Linked DNA regions of Drosophila melanogaster: region 1 is linked to region 2. Evidence: chromatin contacts called from public Hi-C data. All regions are on one chromosome and are shown on one strand. Each heading gives the region's core, a stretch centred on a gene start, on an enhancer-like site or on the middle of the called end of the contact. The rest is flanking DNA. Distances are from core to core; before and after follow the strand shown.

The links. A called contact is a pair of places that touch in the nucleus more often than the background predicts.
Region 1: a Hi-C map of the Kc167 cell line shows a contact between it and region 2, with 2.2 times the contacts expected there. The contact joins the promoter of RhoL here to the promoter of pum in region 2. A contact is called at or near these places in 5 of 107 Hi-C or Micro-C datasets (the Kc167 cell line, the ML-DmBG3-c2 cell line, brain and 2 more).

The regions. Positions count from the first base shown.
Region 1 is chr3R:9,499,720-9,504,498 of dm6, reverse strand. It overlaps RhoL (Rho-like), which reads left to right and starts at 1,918. Exons shown (of 4, transcript NM_079568.3): 1 at 1,918-2,124.
Region 2 is chr3R:9,233,921-9,238,449 of dm6, reverse strand. pum (pumilio) reads left to right here and starts at 1,425. Exons shown (of 13, transcript NM_001275474.1): 1 at 1,425-1,640; 2 at 3,786-4,529. It overlaps D1 (D1 chromosomal protein), which reads left to right. Exons shown (of 3, transcript NM_169262.2): 3 at 1-367.

The DNA of each region.
Region 1 (4,779 bases), core at 669-3,168, 270 kb before region 2:
TATCTTGAAAGATCCGAAAAAGAAAAATGAAATAATAATCTTTTAGCTATGACGTGAACCAAAGAAGCGGTAAAATACGGTCCGACTTGTTATACATATAAACAATCAATCAAAAGAAAGATTGATATCGGAGTTAATTTCTTTAAATTTTTCGGAAGCCTGTCCTTATCTTCCAGTGTGACGGCTGTTTTTTCCTCTTGCGTCCAATGAAGAATGAAGAATATCTTAATTAATCTACATATTTTGGGCATGCTTAAATTTCCATTTCTTAAGTCATGGAATCAGCAATATAAATTAGAGATCTTTTACGGGCTTTTTTCTTTGTTTTCTAATTTCTGGTGTTCATTTATTGTGTTTGTAACAATCTAACATCTGTTGAAAATTATAGCTTCCTAAAGCTTTTTGCCAAATTCTCGTTTAATCCTTGGCAACAGTTTGTCAGATGTAGGTTTCTTTTATTTATTTTAGGTTTCCAACTAAGGTGCAATGCCCCGCAGTTTCTGAACACTGCCACATGCGCATTTGATTGGGGATCACTCCTAGCCTTCCACGATTGTTATTGGATCTAGTTATATTTGTTTTTGTCACTTCAGTCCTCCCCCCCATGATTCGCTGTTCCAGGCCGCTTGCACGAGATAAGATATAAAATATGAGTGCTGTTCAGAAATAGCAACACTGCACTCCGCTCCCTTCGGTCCGGACAGACCGGAAACGGGAAATGGAGACACTCTGCAACATTATCTGGTCTCGCCCCTTGGCTATGCATAGTCGCCCTTTCTAGCCTGCGAATTTGATTCCTTACAGTATTTCACCCTGCGACCTTGGGAACAATTTGCATCCCAGCCACATTGAGTTACTCCTGTGAGTGCTCCTTAGTGCTCCGCCGCACCTGCTCATATCTTTTGGTACAATTCCCATTGTCAAGAGTCTTCCAGAAGTATCTTTGGTGTTTGCAGTAGTGGCACACATGTTGCTCATGTGTTCGCTTAAGTAGCTATCCCTAATTGGAAATGCTGCACATTCATATTTGTGTATTAATAATTTTCCGGCTCTTCTCTTTGCTGTGACCGCCCGACTTTTTGGGTCTGGGTCGAAGCCTTTGTCACTTGACCTTTATTCTTTGTACGGCAGTGACTTGCCCAGTGCAGTGGTAATTCTAATTAATGTAGTGCCCCATCAACGTGTCGGCTAATTGAACTCATGTACGCCAGTGCCACATACTCGCAGTAAACGCATTTTATTCGGTCTAACCCGCAAGGCGGTTCTTTGGCTTAATTACCCCTACATCGGACAGATATAAAGCCCAGTTTGGAGGCACGCACTTGCGGAATGTCGTTGATTAATGGCTTATGCCAGATACTCGGGTTGCAGGGCGGGATATTACGCAACAGGATTTGTAGCTCACAAGTAGCTTTAAAGTAGTATTTTGCGTTCTCAGTTAAGTAATTGCGTGAGTAGTTCAGTCTTAATAATTTGACGCACTTCGAAGTTTGATTCAAACGTTTTATTCGTAGTAGAAAATGCGTAAATAGAAGTAACTAATTTATCATTATGAACTTATTTATGGTGGTTTTTAATCATGGGCTTATTTATGTACTTATATGAGCATTGAGCTTCTGTATTCTAAAAATAAGCATTCAAACCAAAATGTTATCAACTTGAATACGAAACATTAAGTTGGAATTGCAGACATCACATCATTTACTCAAAAAGAAATGCAAAAATATTTATAGGGATTAGAAACCTGGAGCTGTAGTTCGCCAAATTCTTCTTATCCAAACCGAAACCTTTGATAAGGAAACATTGTGTGCCAAGTGCTAAGAGAGAGAGCTGCTCCACCGCGCTCTCTTCGTTCGCTCTTCGCGTATCTGCGAGCTACTCGAACTCTGCGAGCTAAACGAATCGGAATCGCCAAAGGTTCAGTTGTTCGACGACATCGCGTGCGATCGGTTGTTGCTATTCGTTTATCCGGTTTTATACTCTCGCCGCCGCCAGTTCGAGTAATCCACATCCACACTGCGATCAAGTCGCACGTCATCGCCAGCCAGACGTGTTGTTCGATTGATTATTGCAAATAGTACGCATACGGATAAAAGTACGGGCACACAAGTCCCGTATCTAAAAGTACGTCCAGTTCAAAGCGTCTACGCAACACTCGTATCCCACTAAGTTCATCCTCGCCAGCAGCTAGCTGGCCAAATGTCGAATCCAGCGCAGAATGAATTCAATAACACCCAATTGCGACGACCTTGCGATGGTGTGGGCGCTCAGTGGGTCTGCGATTGCACGAGCTGTTAAAATAACAACATTTATCTTTGGCTGTAAACACTATTAGCATAGATCTCACTCACTGGGAGAGTTATCTTCGTGATCGTTCCTCCTTTTTCACCATCACCTGAGTCACTTTGTATTGCGCTCACGTCACCGCACCCCCCCCCCCCCCCCACCAAACCTCCCCCGATCCGACCGCCCATCCGTCCACAGCTCTGGAATGCCAAGTTGTTTCGGTTTACGATCCCAACTCTCTTGCTCTCGCTTCCTCTTCCAGTCCCAATTCCAATTCCAATCGCTGTTGTGGGGCTCTCTTATTCTTCGGGGATCTTGGCAGGCGACTTGATTCTCCACCATAATGGGCTCGATACCATTTTTAGTTATCAAACAATTATATGGTTACACAGCCATTTAGAGGACGTCGCAGGAAACCGAGTACGTGAATCGCCTGTCGCCCCAATCCAATACAATCCATAATGTCGCTAATCAATTCATTGCGACCTATGGCACAATAAACACTCCGCATTAACCTCAATTAATTTACCTAATTGGCAGCGCGTGCCCTTGCAATCTGCCCGGATCCAATCTGATTCTGGGGATTCGATGGCTCCTCTGACCAGGTAACCATGGGTTTTCGCCATGGTTCCACATCCACTTATCGCCGTTGCTCTTTCAAGTCCAATTCCCTATGTACACCGCATTCACCGACATCTATCTTATCTAATCAGTTTATTAAATACAAAAACCCATGCGAGAAACCATAAAAATACATGCACATATACAGTTCGTATATTTTTCGCAACAAGAAGCAGAGTTGAATAAAAGTGTTTTTTTTTCGCTTTGGTGTAGAATAGAAATAGGTGTCTATATAGAAATGTACCTACCTATATAGACGATTTGGAGTACCAATTCGATCTGGTTTTGGGCGTACGATTAGTTATACTGCTGCTCCACTGCAAGTTCTAATAAAACGAAATTCTTAAGAAACTCAAGCCGAGTAATCTTAGTTATATAAAAGAATTACCTACATTCTACTGACGTCGCTTCACATTCGTTATTGCGGAATTATTTAATTAATTGCGTAGTCGGATGATCCATCTATACGTATAATTCACTTATTGACTAACTCCGCCTTTGTGTAACTGAGTTATTTGTGGACCGTCTGCTATATGGGAACGGGAATCCAACTGATGCATGCACCCATTTATTAAGGAGGCTGATAAGAGACGCCTCCAAGACGAGGTTTGAACTGGAGTGACCCAAGTGAATTGCACATGAATACGAGTAGCCATAGTGCAGATGTGTCGCTTTGAGACCTTTCCTCATCTTGGGAAATCATCGCCACCGAATCAATGCAAAGAAAGAGAGAGTGTGAAATGTGACAAGTCTTGTTCTTGGGACAAGATTCCGAGAACGACGAGTTCGTAACTTGATATGAAAAGTTTACAAGAGGCCAAGCCTGTAGATAACAATGAACTGGAATAAGTTGTTCACGGACTGCCGGGCATGTGCACTTCATGTTTCAAGGGAGTGCATTAAATGCACAGCAATTATGTTTAAATAATTTATTATGTGTATTAATTACGAGCCGCGCGCTCTCGCTCGATACAGTTTCATTTTCATCATCATCGGCCAGCGAGCTTGATAAAGAGTTTCCGCTGTTTTCCGAACTGATAGAAAGGCATAAGTTATGATGATGATGCGGCATTGTACAGGGTAGCAGGGGGGTATTGCCACCCACTTGGTGGCATGCCTGGAAAGTTTCGACCATTGCTCGCACACCTGTTTTTTAATCCACAAGTTTACATCGTGGAACTGAGGAAACTCATTCACGAGTTTGCTTCCTACGTGTTGCTTAATCAGCTGGTTGTATAAATAGAAGAATTCGGTAGCATTGGGACTTAATTATTTGCACATTTCTGTAGTCACTAAAACAGCACCCAAAGCTGTTTGTTTATAATAATTTAAAACGCGTCCAAAGAGGCCAAAACAAAAGTGTGCTGTTTATTTAGTTTCGTTGTTGCTCTCTGGCCAAATTTGTGTTTTTGTTCGCTTTATTTTTTTTTCGCCCATTTTTGCGCTAGTGGCTACCTAATGGTCAATTGTTCATTTGGATTTGTTTACTAATTTGGCAACAAAAGTAGAGAAAAAAAAGCACTGCTTCTATTTGGGGATTCTGCTGCCATTTTGCTGGAACGAACTCATCCGATTTAAATTTGGTAACGTCATTCATACAGAATTGGAATAAAATTTGTTCAGAAGCTTGATCGTTGGAATACATTTAAACTATTCAAGGCTTTAGGAAAAGTTTACAAAATCAATCAAAAAATGGCGAACCTAAAAAAGCGAATAGCACTTAACCCCAACTTGAAGCCACTCGCATCAATGATGGGGGGCTTAATTGTGTTGACCCCGGCATCAAAGTGCCCCAGTCAAAGTTCAGCATCTGTGGATCGCGTGCCAAGAAAGCGTTTTATGTTTATTACTCACGCATTTGCCGCGTCTTAC
Region 2 (4,529 bases), core at 176-2,675:
AAAAGCAAAAAAAAAAAAACGAAAAAAAATCTGCAAGTAAGAGAAGAAAACACAAAAATGGATAGGACCTACTTGGACTTTAGAGAACCTTCCCCTCCTAAAACAACACACTTTGTCTACATATATATTCCGATTTATTGCTGAGAAATCGGACAAACCGTTTACAACTGCACTGCACTGTAATGACGACACATAGCTCGGAAAACGATTTCAACTTGGATTGAAATTACCAAATAAATAACACATAAATAACATATTTGGGGAAGATTTCAAGTTCCGAAGTAGAACTGAACTTTATTGTAACAACAAATTTGATTTGATTGCAGAAATTTCAATCGTATACAAGTTTAAATAAACCTACTATACCTAAAAAAATTTTGTGTAATTTAGTTTTTATATATATCATTTAACATATATTATCTATTGATATAAACCAGATGGAAAAATATGTAAATCCATGGTTGTATTGATTCTTTATATACAGTGTTCACTGTACTTTACATTATATGGTCACTCTGAAGAAAGTGAAGTTATAAACGGTAATTGTTGTAATGCTATTTTAACAACATTAAAACTAGGGCAACTAGTTAAATGCATTATAGAACATAAAAATCAATTAATTTCTCTAATGGGATAGTAAATGAAATTATAACTTACATATAGTAGTATGCTAAATTTTTGGTATCTTAGAACTATTGGAGAGTGTTTCTCAGTGCGCTTCGCAATGGTATATTTGAACGGTCGAGCTGCGGTCACACTAAATGTTCGCGCGTAAGAAGAAGCAGACCTAGAACGGCGTGCTTGTAATATGTAAATTTTTCAAATAAGCTAAGGTGTGAGTACCCAACAGCTATAAAATATGAAAAGTATTTTAAAACTGCCAGCCTTATGCTGATAGTTCGACAGCATTGTTTACATTTCCAATCGGCGGTAAATCACAATCAAATTTGCGGCTGCGAAAAAAGATCACAAATTGATAAAAAAAAAAGCCGCAAACAAAAACAAAACAAACACCCTGGTGCGTGTGTATGTATGCGCGAGTGTTGGTCTGTGAATGTGTGTGCTCAAGTGTGTGTTTGTGTGCGACTGGCGTCTGATCAAATTTGGCATGCCCCTAAAATCGATTGATAAATAATATATAAACAATTTGGCTGGGGCAGCGTAATTCATTTGCCAGGGTGAATATAAAAAAGGGGGTGATGATAAAAGAACAAGAAAATGTGTAATCAATTTATATAAATATTTTGCGCGCATGTTAATAAAAGTAAAATAAATTGTCGGTCTTTTGCGCTCGCACCCCCGCTCTTGCTCTCTCTCGCACTCTGTGGGCATGCTCACTCGTTCTCTCTGTTGATTTCGCACGTTTGCCAACACTGCTCTCATTTTGGGGGGTTCTTGTTCTCTCCTCTCTCTCTAGCTCTTTGTTGTAGTTGTATTTGGCCAGTGTGTCTTTGCATTTCGCTTTTATTATCGTTCTGCGACGGACGGCGGCGACGTTGAAGAAATTCCTGGCCGATTTCTTCTTCATCATCCTGTGTAAATAATTGTAATTTAAATAATCTAAATTTCGTATTTAACGAAAGCACACACACCATCAAATCAATGGAAATGCAAACGAGAAGGCTTTTTTAAGTGCATGTGTAAGTGTTTCAAAAAAGGAAATGAACAAAAAAAAACAGCTAAAAACCGTAAAGTACTCCTGTTTCGTTTTACATTGTCATCATCGGGTTTCCTTTTCCATTTCGGCGGCATGAGTGTATGTGTGCATTTCCAGACCGCTTTTTGTACATATGCAAACATGTATAAATAGTTTGCGAAATTAATTCGTATTTTGCCCGAAAAAGGTAAAAATCAATTAAGTGTGTGCCTGAATAATTTATATGATTCCTTTCTTTTTGTTTGGTTGGTGAACAAATTTTTCCGATTGTGCGTATGTGTGCGAATGTGTGTGTTTCATTATTTCCTTATACCATCGTGTTCTTCCTTTTGAGCGGTGGCCATTTGGCTGCTCTGCTTCTTCCTTCTCCCCGCGTCCCCCCGCCAAACCATTCAGCTCCCTCTTACGTGTGTGTGTGTGCTCTCTCGCTCTTTCTCTCTCTCGGGACGCCTTGCAATTGTATATATGTGCTTTTCCCAATAAGAACGCCTAACTACCAACTAAAATATTAAACAATTCAAATGGTTTTAATTCCTAATTACTTATTGGCCGCACCTCCTTTGTTTTGTCCGCCATCTCTTTTATGGTTTATCTTTATGTTTGTTTTTATATATACCCCCCTCCCCTAGAAGTGTGGGTGTGTGCGAGCTTCCAGGGGCACAGCATTCGCGTTCTCTCTCTTCCTTTTCGCATGCTGCACTTGTCTCTCCTTTTTTGGGGGGCTTCTTGGGAGGCACGAAAGGACCGAAAGGGAGAAATGGAGATATAATTCTCGTAAACAACCCAAAAACAAAAAAAAAAATAATAAAATAAAAGACCGACCCACTCGCATTCTTTTCGCTGAAAACGTAACCTCAAATGTTTGCGGCCGCCTTTCGCCTTCGTCTTCGTTTCGTTTTCTTCGCCATTCGTTCTGTCGCATTCGCTCATCGTCTGCCGGCATCGTTCTTGTTGTTGTTCTTGCTCCTCTGTGTGTATGTTAATTTTATATGTTTTCCATTTTCGACCGCCCCACCACCCCCCGCTATACGTCTTTCCGTGTGCTTTCCGCGGGAGGCGCTATAACAATAATTCTGTTCACAAGTTTTCCAGATATGTATAAATTCTTAGATGTTAAACAAGCCGCTATACGTCTTTCCGTGTGCTTTCCGCGGGAGGCGCTATAACAATAATTCTGTTCACAAGTTTTCCAGATATGTATAAATTCTTAGATGTTAAACAAGCCGATCTACAATGTAACCAGATTTTAAAAAGGGATTTTGTTTCTGTTTTCATTGGATTCCATATTTTGTACAATGGATATTATTATAATCCCAAACTATTATAGAATTTCATGTTAAAAGAGTAAAACAGGATTTGAATAATCAGATCTAAAGATCATTTTCATAATGTTGAAATGCAATGGTCCTAATGGTGATTTATAAAATTTCGTTAAAACCTTTTTGGAACTGCAACATAAACGCCATTGTTATCGTGTGCCAACTTTTTGTTACGGTTGCTAAGCACTTACGAATAGATAAAGTCTGAAAAGTTATGTATTGATAGTCACTGATAAAACTAGCCTGCATCGTAATTTATTAAGAGTATTAATCCAATCGGTCTTCAAAGAAACCAAATTATATTTTCCGTATTTTTCGAGCATGATTCAGCGCTGCGTTGTTCTTCTATGGATAGTCTGCTTCTGCGACTTGTTCTTGGGGCTCCTGTTCCTCAAACGTAAACGCAACGCACACACTCCCCCCCCCCCCCCGCAATTCACCACTTATCGGCATCTACTTTGTTATTGTTTTCGTAATGGGGAAATCATGGCTAATATTTGCCTTAGTCGTCTTTCAGTTTTAGAAGAAATTGTTTTGCTTTTACGCGTGCCTTGTGCGTTTTATTTTGTTGATTATTATTATGTGCCCTGTCTGCTGTCTGTGTTATCGGAATCTTTTCTTTACCATGACCAGCTCAAAGTTTTTAATCGCACAAAAGTACAGTGGTTCGAGTGTCGTATTGAATTGGGAATAAAAACTAGCATCATATAAAAAGTTATTTGATTCGAAATCGATAATTTCTCAACAATTTATTTCCAAAAACTACTGCGTTTACTAATCACAGTTTACACTTTAATTTCTCATTGCAGTTTGTGTATATTTTCATCATTAAAACGTCGTGTAAATTAAAATTCATCCTAATTATAATTAATAAACTACATTAATAAACGGAAATTCCACAATTCTCAACAAGAAATCTGTAAAAATTCAAGTTTTAACCAATTCTCATACGTAATTAAATAAATAAAGTTCAGTTTTGTTAAGTCCCAAAAACAACAGCTGTGCAACTGTGTAAAATATTATTCATAATTTTGTGTAAATTTATGTAAAAAAAAAAAAAAAAACAAACCAACCACGACAACCAAACCAAACGAAGCAAATTCAATTTTTTTGATCAAAAAGTGTGTGAAAAATCTCAGCAAAGCCTGTAAAATAAATATTAAATATATTAAGCAAAAAGTGTGGTTTCTTTTACAACAAAATAAATAAAAGCAAAAAACAAGTGTAAATCTGAAGCGAAAATTAAAAAAAAATTATATGTAACATTTGTGAATATTTCCGAGCGAATAGTGTTGCAAAACGCGCGTGTGGTTCTTTGTGCTGCAAGTTAAAATACAATTCAAGTTGGCAATACGCGCAAAATTGTCAGCTGCGATAGCTAGGAAAAGCCTCCAAAATTGAGCTCCTAACCGCGCCCACAATTGCCATATCGACGCCCTCGCCGCAGCAGCAACACCAACAGCAGCAGCAGCAGCAGCAGCAGCAACTCTATCAGCAACATCAACAGCAGCAGCAGCAACATTACGGTCCACCACCGCCCTACTTTCAACAGC